3 separate regions of the Macaca mulatta genome follow, and regions 1 and 2 are each linked to region 3. A link is a contact called in public Hi-C data. All regions are on one chromosome and are shown on one strand. Each heading gives the region's core, a stretch centred on a gene start, on an enhancer-like site or on the middle of the called end of the contact. The rest is flanking DNA. Distances are from core to core; before and after follow the strand shown. Region 1 holds the start of BRD1 (bromodomain containing 1). Region 2 holds the start of ZBED4 (zinc finger BED-type containing 4). Region 3 holds the start of CRELD2 (cysteine rich with EGF like domains 2).

What was found. Hi-C and Micro-C count contacts between places; a contact is called where the count stands out from the background.
Region 1: a Hi-C map of liver shows a contact between it and region 3, with 2.7 times the contacts expected there. The contact joins the promoter of BRD1 here to the promoter of CRELD2 in region 3. A contact is called at or near these places in 2 of 14 Hi-C or Micro-C datasets (fetal cortex germinal zone and liver).
Region 2: a Hi-C map of cortical neurons shows a contact between it and region 3, with 4 times the contacts expected there. The contact joins the promoter of ZBED4 here to the promoter of CRELD2 in region 3. A contact is called at or near these places in 2 of 14 Hi-C or Micro-C datasets (cortical neurons and liver).

Annotation. Positions count from the first base shown.
Region 1 is chr10:1,617,898-1,621,987 of T2T-MMU8v2.0, reverse strand. It overlaps BRD1 (bromodomain containing 1), which reads right to left and starts at 1,351. Exons shown (of 14, transcript XR_003719806.2): 1 at 999-1,351.
Region 2 is chr10:1,591,483-1,595,480 of T2T-MMU8v2.0, reverse strand. ZBED4 (zinc finger BED-type containing 4) reads left to right here and starts at 1,851. Exons shown (of 2, transcript NM_001261128.1): 1 at 1,851-1,988.
Region 3 is chr10:1,521,091-1,525,183 of T2T-MMU8v2.0, reverse strand. It overlaps CRELD2 (cysteine rich with EGF like domains 2), which reads left to right and starts at 2,074. Exons shown (of 10, transcript XM_077949283.1): 1 at 2,074-2,338; 2 at 2,740-2,822; 3 at 3,235-3,345; 4 at 3,661-3,752. The coding sequence starts at 2,210. It overlaps ALG12 (ALG12 alpha-1,6-mannosyltransferase), which reads right to left and starts at 1,872. Exons shown (of 11, transcript XM_077949282.1): 1 at 1,711-1,872.

The sequences.
Region 1 (4,090 bases), core at 102-2,601, 98 kb before region 3:
CATCCTGAAGAGCTCTGCGGGCCAAAAGCAGGGAAGGCTGCTGCCCACAAGACGGCCGCTTCCCTCTTCCCACCGCCCGCCCAGGGAGAAGCCGACCACGCGCCGGGCCGCTCCCTAAAGGCCACGGGAGCCGCGGCCGCTGAGCTGTGCGAAGTTGTGTGAAGCACACGGCACTCGGGACGGCGCTGGGCCAGGCAAACAAAAACCTCCGCCGATTCCACTAACTACACAACCACCTGGCGACCGACCCTCAAAAACAGACCCGGACGGCCGCGCTTTCTGGGGGACGGGCCCGCACCCCGCGGGGCAGGGGCTCCTGCTGCTGAGGATTCTCAGAACTCCCGCGTCCGCTCACAACAGCCGTGTTTCCCGTGAACTGCGCTTCAATCGTGTCACTCGTTTAAAAGGCCCGGGGAAGCCTCGCGTTCGTCGCGAGGCGTCTCCCTGCAAACGCCCGGGGAGGCGGCGGCGCCGGTTCTCCAGCCCGGCCGCCGCAGGCCGCGCGGCTCCTGGGCGATCTCGGGGCGCGTCCCTGCTCACAGGGAGTTCCCGTCTGGGCAGAGCTCGGCCGGCCTGTCTGTTACATAAGGGGCGGCCCGGCCGGCTCGGCGGCTGCCCGAGGCCCGACCCGACTCGAGCGCGGACTCCGGGCGGGCGCCGCGGCCCAGGCCGCCGAGACCCATAGCCCGACTCGGCCTCCCTCGACTCCCCGGCCTGACCTCCCCGGTCTCCCCGCCCGGCCTCCCAGGCTCCCTGCCTGTCTCCCCGGCCGACCGGCCCGAACTCCCCGGTCTCCCCGCCCGGCCTCCCCGGCATCCCGGGCTCCCGGTCCGCGGACAATGCGGAGCCGCCGCCGCCGCCGCCGCCAAACATGGCGTCGGCACCACAACCCCGAGAGGCCGGGCCGAGGCGGAGGCGGCGGCGGCGGCGGCCCGGGAGGCCCGGGCGGCCCGCGAGGCGGCGGAGAGGCCTCCACGGCCAGGCCTCCGCCCACTCACCTTCGGGGCGCCGCGGCCGCGGGAGCCCGGCAAGCGGGCGGGCGCGGGGGCCGGCGCGGCCGAGGCGGCGCTAATGGCGCCCGCGGCTCCTCCGCCAACGGCCGCGCAGGCCGGGCCCCGCCGCCGCTCCTGGGCGCGGGCTCCTCTCGGCCGCGGCGGCTCCGGGCCCGGCAGCGGCGGCCGCGGACTCTCGGGCGGCGGCTCGCGCGGCGCGGGCTCGGGGCCCGGCTGGAGGCCCGGCTCGGGGGGCCCGGCCGGCGGGCGCGGGCGGCGGGCGGCGGGCGCGGGACGCGGGGCTGGCTCGGACGCCAGGGCCGGGTCGCTCGCTCGCTCCCCAGCGAAGCAAACAATGCGGCGAGCGCTCCGCCCGGCGCGCTGCGTGCGAGACGCGCCCCGCCCGCCGCCGCCATGACGCGCGGACTCCGCCGCCTCAGCGGCGCGCGGGGGAGGGGGCGTCGCGAGGAGCTGGGGCCAAGTGGGGACCCTGAGGCGGCAGGGACCGGGCTGGGAGTGGGGGGTCGGGAGGATGGAGAGTGGGGGCCCTTGAGTTAGGGAGGACCGGGCCAGAGGGTCCCTGAGGAGGTCAGGAGGATGGAGAATGAGGGGCCCTGAGGCAGGGGGACAGGCCTAGGAGTGGGGGACCCGAGGCAGTTGGGGAGCAGCCGGGAGTCGGGGGCCCTGAGGCAGAAGGGCATTGGCCCGGGGTGGGGTCGCTGAGGCGGGGGGATGGCCCGGGAGTGGGGGACCCTGAGGCAGGGGGTACCACCGTCCGGGAATGGGGGACCCTGAGGCCGGGGGACCGGCCGGGAGTGGGGGACCCAGAGGTGGGGGTACCGGCCGGGAGTGGGGGTCCCTGAGGCAGAAGGGCATTGGCCCTGGAGTGGGGGGGCCCTCGAGGGCGGAGGGGGGAGCAGCCGGGAGTCCGGGGCCCTGACAGGGGGGACCGGCCAGGAATGGATGGCCCTGAGGCAGGGCGATTGGCCCAGGAGTGGGGGGCCCTGAGGCAGGGGGCGATTGGCCCCAGAGTCTCCGGAGGGCCCTAAGTGGGCAGAGGGGACCCTGTGGGCCCACTGGGTGGAAGTGGAAGGGGCACTGGCCGGGGCACCCGACTAAGTAGGGGAAGGTGGTGCAGCCGGGCTGGGGAGCCTCCCCTAGTGAGTGTCAGGCCAGGTGTGCAAGTAGTCCTGCCAGTGTGAGGGCCCTGCCCAGTCCGGCGTGAAGCAGATGCCCTTTGAGGTTGCAAGAAAAGGCCCCTGCGGGCGCGAGTTGAGAGGCCTGAGTCTCTGCCTTCGCTTTGGCCTTTTGTGTAAACTCTAAAATTCAGTGGGGTCATAACAATTTTCACTCCAAGATTAAGTCCCAAAATGTTTTAAGGTGAGGCAGGAGCTCCTTGGTTTCCTTGAGAATCTGTGATCAGGACGATGGTGCTGTGGAATCCCTGGGTTCCAGCAGCCCAGCCTGTGGCATCTAGGCAGGCCCCTCGGGAGGAGCAGCTGTCCACCCTGGGACAGACCTTCCCCATGGGGCAGCGGAGCGGCCCCACTGCTCAGGGCACTGCATCAAACACCTTATTGGGAGTGGGGTGGCTTTGTTCACCCAGGTGTCCCTGATGGGGCAAAGCCCCACAGGCCTTTTCCTGGCCAGCCCTCATGCCCATGGCACCGTGCGTGGGTTGTGATGTGAAGACTTGAGGGCAGGTAGGACCGCAGCCAAGGTCCCTAGTGGTCAGTCCTGATCTAGGACTCCCTGCAGACACACCCTTGAGCCGAGAGGGTGCAGGCCACTGGGGCCCTGACCTCTTCTGCACGAGACCCAGGAACTTCGTGTCACCTCCATTCTACTGATGTCTGTTTACCTGTGGCCAAACAAGCAAGCTGAGCCGGAACCCTTCTCTCCTCCACCTCAGGGAAGCCAGATGGAAACAAGCTGGAGGTTCTCCACAACGCAGAGTGAAAGTAAGACACAGTCTCATGAAAGAGAAGATGAAAAGACACAAAACCCTTCACAGAACAGGAGAGAGACGGGGACAGTGACTTCTCAGACAATAGAGGTGATGCTCAGAGGAGAGAAGAACAAAGCCTCGAATGTAGGCGTGTCAGAGGGAGACTCAGGAAGGCCTTCGGAGAGAGAGAAAGGATCTTTTTTAGAGTTCAGACTGATCCTACAGAGGAGGGGTTGCCAAAATACTAAGAGAATTGAACCATAACTCATACACAGTGAAACTAGCGTTCCAGTGAGACAGCAAAATAAAGGTGTCTTCACGGCTTGTAAACATCCATGTTTACCACACACGCAGTCTCTAAAAGTACTAGAAGAAATACCTTAACAAAGTGAAAAGTGGACTCAAGAGTAAGACGTGGATGCTAGCAAATAAATCAGTCTGGTCTGTTAAAATCAACCGGAGAGAAATCCCAGATGAGCTCAACATGACACATGGCAAGGCCGGGCGCAGAAGGAAGTGAAAGTGCACGAAAGCTCTTGTATTGTTTGGTTTGAGGATTTTAGAATCAATAGAAAAAAAGGTTAAAAATTTTAGCTGGGCATGGTGGGTCACACCTGTAATCCCAGTACTTTGGGAGGCCAAAGCAGGCAGATCACCTGAGTCGGGAGTTCAAGACCAGCCTGATCAACATGGAGAAACCCCATCTCTACTAAAAATACACACACACACACAAAATTAGCTGGGTGTGGCGGCACATGCCTGTAATCCCAGCTACCTGGGAGGCTGAGGCAGGAGAATTGGTGGAAACTGGGAGGTGGAGGTTACGGTGAGCTGAGATGGTGCCATTGCACTCCAGCCTGGGCAACAAGAGCAAAACTCCGTCTCAAAAAAAAAGAAAAATTATCAGAAAGTTTCCACAAGAATGGTGGGAAAAGAATATACCACTTTCAAAACAGCTGAGGAAAAAGTGAAATGAAAAATGACAGCACCAAAACAACAAAAAAAAAACAGGAATGAGTAAAAGATAAAACCATGATAAATATGGAACATAATATGAGTTGGCAGGACTAAGTTCAAACATTTGAGTAATCAGAGGAATGTGATTGGATTAAATTCATCTATTAAAAGACAGCCTCTCTGAATGGAATAT
Region 2 (3,998 bases), core at 602-3,101, 71 kb before region 3:
AAAAAAAAAGAAAGAAAAAGTAAAAAAAAAAAAAACAAAAAGAAGGCCGGGCGCGGTGGCTCAAGCCTGTAATCCCAGCACTTTGGGAGGCCGAGACGGGCGGATCACGAGGTCAGGAGATCGAGACCATCCTGGCTAACACGGTGAAACCCCGTCTCTACTAAAAATACAAAAAACTAGCCGGGCGAGGTGGCGGGCGCCTGTAGTCCCAGCTACTCGGGAGACTGAGGCAGGAGAATGGCATAAACCTGGGAGGCGGAGCTTGCAGTGAGCTGAGATCCGGCCACTGTACTCCAACCTGGGCGGCAGAGCAAGACTCCGTCTCAAAAAAACAAAAACAAAAACAAAAACAAAAAGAAACAGGGAGCCCCTTTTGGGTGTCAGTGCCCTGTCTCAGTTCCTCAGCTATGGTGGAAGGTAAAAGCAGTTTACCTTTTAACTATATGAACAGGCATGGCGGTGTTCCAATTGAACTCCTTAGGAAGCTGACATTTTATTTTATTTTATTTTTTTGAGACGGAGTCTGGCTGTCACCCAGACTGGAGTGCAATGGCGCAATCTCGGCTCACTGCAACCTCTGCCTCCTGGGTTCAAGTAATTCTTCTGCCTCAGCCTCCCGAGTATCTGCGATTACAGGCGCCCACCACCACGTCTGGCTAATTATTATTATTTTTTTAATTTTCAGTAGAGACAGGGTTTCTCCATGTTGGCCAGGCTGGTCTCGAACTCCTGATCTCAGGTGATACACCCGCATCGGCCTCCCAAAGTGCTGGGATGACAGGCGTAAGCCACTGTGCCCGGCCGATATTTGAATTTCATATACTTTTCATATATCCTGAAATACTGTTTTAATTCTCCCCCAACTTCTTAAAAACGAGAAAAGCATTCTTAGCTCAGGCACCATACAGAACCCGGCTGCAGGCTGGACATGGACTTTGGAACAGTCGGCGTGTGGGTGAAGGGGGACATCCCGGGCAGGGGCAGGCTCCGGGCAGAGGCGGCCGGGCTAACTCCACGCTCCCGCTCTAGCCGGTGACCGCCACGCGGGCTCGTCTCACTCTCACACTCAGGCCGAGAAAACGCCGAAAGCCGTGTCACCAACGGAGGACCTCGGGGCCACATTCAGCCTGCAGAGTTTATTTGGTCGGCTCAGACATTTGTGTTAGGAAATAACACATTAAAAGTACACATTTTCTTCAGACCCTGAGAGCGGACGAGTCCCGCGCGCTCCGCACCGCCAGTCCCGGTCCCGCGCCCGCCCAGAGGGCCGCCCTCCTCCCGCCGACCCGGCTCGGGGCTTAGGCGTTAATCCCGCCCCCGGGGGGCCGCGCCGGGAGCCCGATCGCCTTAGGCTCAAGGGCTTAGGTCTCAGCCCACGGGGCCCAACCGCACCGCACTGAGCGGCCTCCGCGCCAGGTAAGGGGATTCGGGGCGGGACCGGGACCCGCGTTGCCGGCCATCCCGGAAACCCGCGGTGGGCCGTTGAGTGCGCGCCGAGCCGCCGCCAACGGCCAAGCCACGGGAACAAACCGCGGCGGCCGCACCCCGCCCCGCCAAGGCGCCTGGGCCCTGCCCGTCGCCCCCCCGCGCCAGAGCTCGCACTGCGCCTGCGTAGTTTGCCCACCCAGACCCCGAGGCGGAGCCGCAGCGCGCACTGTGTCTGCGTCTTCCGCCCGGCCCCGCCCCAGCGGCAGTGCCCCCAGCCGCTTCGTCCTCCCACCCGGCCAGGGACGAGGCGGGGCGGGTACGCGGACATTGCGCCTGCGCGCGTAGACCCCGCCCCCAAGTCGGCCCCGCCCCCGGCCAGCCCCGCCCCGCGCCGCGCGGGGCCCTGGGAGGGGCGCAGCGTCCGGCGGCGTCGCGGGCGGCGGGCGGCGGGGCCGCGGGAGGGGCGCGGGGGCAGACAAAGCCGCGGTAATGAATGGAGCGTCCGCCCGCGCCGCCGTCGTCCGCAGCCGGCCGGGAGCCGCCCCAGAGGCCGGGCCGAGGTGAGTGCGCGGGCGCCGCCGCCCCGCCGCCCGCCGCGAGCCCCGTCCCCCGCGGACCGCGCCGGGGCCGGGCCGGGCCGCGCCATTGTCTGCGCCGCGCCGGGCCGGGGCCGGGGCCAGGCGGGCGGGGGCGCGGCTCCGTGGCCTCGGGGTCCCCGCCTGGCGCCGCCCCGGACCCGCCCCCGCGCGGACCCCGGCCCTGACAGCTGGCGCGGGGGCGGCGCCGACTGAGCGGCCGAGTGCCCGGGGTCGGCGCCCGGCCTGGCCCACGTGCCCGCGCCGCTGCTTCCGGGCGGACGGGGCGGACGGGACGGGGCTCGGGGCGCCGCCCGGGTCCGCCGGGAGCGCGCTGTGCCGGCCACGTCGAGTTGCCCCGCGAGCCCGGTCCCTGGGACTTCTCTGGATGTGTCATTCCCGTTCCACCTCCAGGAAGGGCCACCCGGGCCCTGCTTCATGTCTCAGCCCAGATGGGTCCTTGCGACGCGCCCCGAGGCAGGTTATTGTACGTGGTTCTGGGGATGACCGTTCACATTGAATGAATAAAAACATAACTTGCCTTGCGAACCATAATTTCAAATGTTTTTCGACTGCAGTGGTTTTCCTACACCCAAATGAGCTCGCAGTCAGTTTTGTTTCTTCTTTTGTCCCGTTGTGTGACCCACACGGTCTTCATTGCTAAGAGAATCGCAGCCCCTCGGGCTCCCTTCTGCGCCTTCGTATTCCGGGTGGCCCTGGCAGACCCGGGCACCGCTGTGGAAACGTCCCGGCCAAGCTGAGCCGTCAGAAGCTTCTGTTGTTCTGGTGTTGGTCAAAAGGGAAGTTATTTGTTTTGAAGTTAGCCCTGATCAGATTATGTGCATAGTTTTTAGAAATCCATTCAGACCTTATAATGAGGCCAGTTTGGTAAAGCAAGGGCACCCTGCGACTTTTTACATAGAAATATTTTTTATTTTTTTCTGTGTATGTCATGGTGACAAAATTGAGACTAGGAAGGATTTGGTTGGGATTTTTTTTTAACTGCCATGAATAAGCCACATTTTGATTATCAATTAATTTCAGTTACTAAACAAAGTTATCTTGGCCGGGTGCGGTGGCTCACGCCTGTAATCCCAGCACTTTGGGAGGCTGAGGCGGGCGGATCACGAGGTCAGGAGATCGAGACCATCCTGGCTAACACGGTGAAACCCCCGTCTCTCCTAAAAATACAAAAAATTAGCCAGGCGTGGTGTCGGGCGCCTGTAGTCCCAGCTACTTGGGAGGCTGAGGCAGGAGAATGGCGTGACCCGGAAGGAGGAGCTTGCAGTGAGCCAAGATCGCGCCACCGCACTCCAGCCTGGGGGACAGAGCGAGACTCCATCTCAAAAACAACAAAAAACAAAACCAAAGTTATCTTGCAAGAGGAAAGTTTACAGGAGTTCGATTCCATAGGGTTTCCAATGGGACGTCCATACAAGGATGCACACTTCCCGTAGTCCTTAAACGGATTATATCTGCTTGTCATGACTGGCTTTTTTTCAAGAAAAGATCTAGCACAGGTTAAGAGAGATTCTGTGAATCTTGACAAAGCTTCACGGGGCCCAGTTTTTGAGGTGAGGACACAGTTAATCTATATGGAAAGAAACCTAAGACTTTTGGTCCACTTGACAGGTGGTTACAGTCTCCCCCAACACACCCTCATCCAGTTAATTCCTGAATAAGGTGGTCGATGTTTCGGGTGTAAAACTGCTGCTCTTTAAGGTCGCCTCCTCCCCCCTCCCCCCCACACAGTGAGTGACTCAGCTGTGCAAAGTATGCCCATAACACCTTGGAGAAAGACTAAGAAAATGACTAGGGGAGCGGACTGACTTCTGTGTGTGCAAAGGAGCTGAGAAGCAGCTTTTTTAGTGAAAGGTGTGTGTGTGTCTCAGATTCCTGGTGAGGATCCCTGGGGAGTGGAACGCTGGGGGCATGACGGGCAGTAAGTGACCATGGTCAGTGCCGCCCTTCGCTTTGTTTTGCATTTTTTTTTTG
Region 3 (4,093 bases), core at 825-3,324:
GCTATGACACTTTAAAATGGTGGTTTACAGAACAATGGCATTTCAGATTAGGGAATGACCTGCAATGGCTCTCTTGCCCCATCAATCCAGATTTTAAGGCCTCTACTGAAGTTGATCAAATCAGGCCAGGCATGGTGGCTCACACCTGTAATCCTAGCACTTTGGGAGGCTGAGGCAGGCGGATTGCTTGAGGTCAGGAGTTCGAGACCAGCCTGGCCAACATGGTGAAACCCTGTCTCTACTAAAAACACAAAAATTAGCCGGGCCTGGTGGTGGGTGCCTGTAATCCCAGCTACTTAGGAGGCTGAGGCAGGAGAATCACTGGAACCTGGGAAGCAGAGGTTGCAGCGAGCCGAGATTGCACCACTGCACTCCAGCCTGGGTGGCAGAGTGAGGCTCCGTCTCAAAGAAAAAAAAAAAAGAAGAAAGAAAAGAAAAGAAATTGGTCAAATCAGATGTTACCTTTTTTTTTTTTTTTTTTTGAGACGGAGTTTCACTCTTGTTGCCCAGGCTGGAGTGCAGTGTCATGATCTCGTTCAATGCAACCTCCAATTTCTGGCTTCAAGTGATTCTCCTGGCTCAGCCTCCAGAGTAGCTGGGATTACAGGCATGTGCCACCACGCCTGGCTAATTTTTGTATTTTTTTAGTAGAGACAGGGTTTCACCACATTGGCCAGGCTGGTCTCGAACTCCTAACCTCAGGTGATCCGGCCACCTTAGCCTCCCAAATTGCTGGGATTACAGGCATGAGCCACTGCGCCTGGCCCAGATGTTACTATTACTAATAATAATCATTAGCCTCTCAGCAGGAAACACAAATGATCTGATGCAAATCACAGCTGCTGCCCATCAAAGACCAGAAAAAGCCATGTTATCTGCACTCCTTCCTTCCAGACAGAAGTTCTGTGAAATCCAGACACTGCACATTTCCCCTAATTTAAACCAGGGGTTCCTGAACATTAGCGAGTGTTCATCACCTCAAGCGCCTGTAGAAATGCAGATCCCCAGCCCCCAAAGACACTGAGTGGACCCCAGCCCCAGGTGGAAAGTCCAGCCCCCAGGTGAAAAACCCATCCCCCAGGTGGGAGGTCCAGCCCCAGGTGAGAGGTCCAGCCTCCGGGTGAGAGGTCCAGCCCCAGGTGGGGAGCCCGACCCCAGGTGAGGGGTCCAGCCCCAGGTGAGAGGTCCAGCCTCCGGGTGAGAGGTCCGACCCCCGGGTGAGAGGTCCAGCCCCAGGTGGGGAGCCCGACCCCAGGTGAGGGGTCCAGCCTCAGGTGAGAGGTCCAGCCTCCGGGTGAGAGGTCCAGCCCCAGGTGGGGAGCCCGACCCCAGGTGAGGGGTCCAGCCCCAGGTGAGAGGTCCGGCCCCAGGTGGGGAGCCCAGTCCCAGGTGAGGGGTCCAGCCCCCAGGTGACAAGTCCAGCTCCAGGTGAGAGGCCCGGCCCCCAGGTAACAGGTCCAGCCCCAGGTGAGGAGCCCGGCCTCAGGTGAGGGGTCCAGCCCCCGGGTGACAGGTCCGGCCCCAGGTGAGGAGCCCGGCCCCAAGTGAGGGGTGCAGCCCCAGGAGCACCGGGCTGTGACGCGTGGACATACGCGGTGAGGTCTCAGGAATCCAACGCCAGCGCCAGCTCGGGTCGCGCCCCCGCCCGCCTCCTCCCTGGTCTCGCCGCGCGCCCGCCTGAGGGCCCCGGTCGCGGCAGCGCGCACTGACCTCCGCAGCTCCCGGCGGCGTCCTTCGGAACGCGGCTGCCTAGGCCGGCCTCGGCAGGAAGCGGGACGGCGGAAACAGAACAGAGCGAAGCCTTTGCCCGAATCTAAAGCGGCCACCGCAACCCTGGCAGCTGCGGCCGCGAGGACCCTCTGTGCCCTGAGTAAACATGGCCGCCGCGGGCTGCGCGCAAGGGGCGGGGCGCGGGAGGCGGGGTTGGACATGCACGCCCCGCCCCCGGCTTCCCCGCGGACGCTGACCCGGGGCCTTCCCATTGGTTGCCTCTCGTGGCGAGCTCGGATTGGTCCACATCAGGCCGGGGCGGGTCCCATCGACCAATAGCGGCTCGGGGCTGGCGAGCGGGGCGGGGCCTCGCCGGCACCGTCAAGTAGCCAGGGGGACCGGCCGGCGCGGCTGGGAGCGGGTGGGCGGCCGAGAGGCCGGAGCCGCGCGGCCGCAGGACCTGGAGCTCCGGCTGCGTCTGCCCGCAGTGCTACCCGCCATGCGCCTGCCTCGCCGGGCCGCGCTGGGGCTCTTGTCGCTTCTGCTGCTGCTGCTGCCCGCGCCGGAGGCCGCCAAGAAGCCGACGCCCTGCCAGCGGTGCCGGGGGCTGGTGGACAAGTTTAACCAGGTGGGCAGGGGCCGGGCGGGGTCGTCCACCGTGGGCCCGGGGTCCACCTCACCCTGGATCCGGGGTTGCCCCACCTTGGGCCCGGGGTCCCCCTCACCCTGGAGCCAGGGTCGCCCTCACCCTGGATTCGAAGTCCCCCTCACCCTAGACCTGGGGCCCCCCTCACCCTGGATCCGGGGTCGCCCCCACCGTGGGCCTGGGGTCCCCCCACCGTCGATCCAGAGTCGCCACTCCGTAGTCCTGGAGTCCCCCTCACCCTCGACCCAGGATCCACCCCCGCCGTGGACCCAGGGTTGACCCCACCGTGGGCCTGGGGTCCCCTCACCCTCGACCTGGGGTCGCCCTCACCCTGGGCGGGGGGTCAGGTGGTACCAAGCCCTATGGGCACTGTCTCCTCGCAGGGGTTGGTGGACACCGCAAAGAAGAACTTTGGCGGCGGGAACACGGCTTGGGAGGAAAAGACGCTGTCCAAGTATGAGTCCAGGTGGGCGCTCTGGAGCAGCCCTGTGGGTCTTGGCCTGACCCTGTCCTGGGAAGCCGTGTCCTGCCTTTGGTGCCTGTGTTAATAACAGGGAGACAGAACAGCCCCCGAGGCACCAGTCACCTCTCTGAGTTGCCTTGGCTTCTGCCTGAGGACTAATGGCTGGATCCTCTCTGGCCTTCCAGCTTCTGCTCTGGTCCCTACCCCCTCAACAGACAGTGGCTTTTTAAAACGTAAACTGGAACACCAGCCCCACTTGTGTGAACCGCTCCTGGCCCCCTGACAGTGGGGTCCCCTTACTCTCTCTGCCTGGAATCCCGGCCCCCTCCCCTGCACCCGGGCTGGTGTGTTGGTTCGGATTTTTCTTCACTGGCTTGTGGCGCTGACCGTGGGCCCGCGTGGGCCTGTGTTTCAGCGAGATTCGCCTGCTGGAGATTCTGGAGGGGCTGTGCGAGAGCAGCGACTTCGAATGCAACCAGATGCTGGAGGCACAGGAGGAACACCTGGAGGCCTGGTGGCTGCAGCTGTGAGTGCCTTAAAACCTCTTAGAAGATACTTTTTATTTTCCAACTTAGAATTTGAAATAACCTCAGACTTAGAAAGATACGGGAACAGTATGGAGCTCCCACCTGCCTCGCACCCACCTTACCCCTGCATTACTGTTTTTTATCACCAGGGTCAGTGATCAAAACCGGGAAATTAACGAGAAGACTCTGTCCACACCTAGACTCTTGTTTCCTGGATCTTGGAATACTCTAGAGCCTATGTTATGTTCAGCTGCATGTTTGTTTTAAAGAGCTGTGTCTGGTGGGATTCAGTGAATGTTTTCCTCCATCCTCAGGAAGAACGAGTATCCTGACTTATTCGAGTGGTTTTGTGTGAAGACGCTGAAACTGTGCTGCTCTCCAGGAACCTACGGTCCTGACTGTCTCGGTGCGTTTCTGCTTAGGGAAATCCCATCTCCTACGTCACTTCCCCTCTTCGTCTCACAATTCTTGGGGGATGAAAGCACAGAGGGGACCTGGGGGACCTCAGCTTTCTGTAGGGTCTGGGACCCTGCCGGACGGCTGCCTCCCCCATCCCCAACCCAACTTGGAGCACTTCGCACCCTCCCGCTGCAGCCTCACCACTCACCTCACGCTTTAGTGTAAAACTGAGTATGTCATCCCAGCTGTGCTGTTAACTCGGGTTCACTGACTCAGGTTGTTCACAGCTGAGTCCACTCACCTGAGAGTCTGTCCTGACTGACCTGTCCAGGGGCTTCTCCCTGTGTG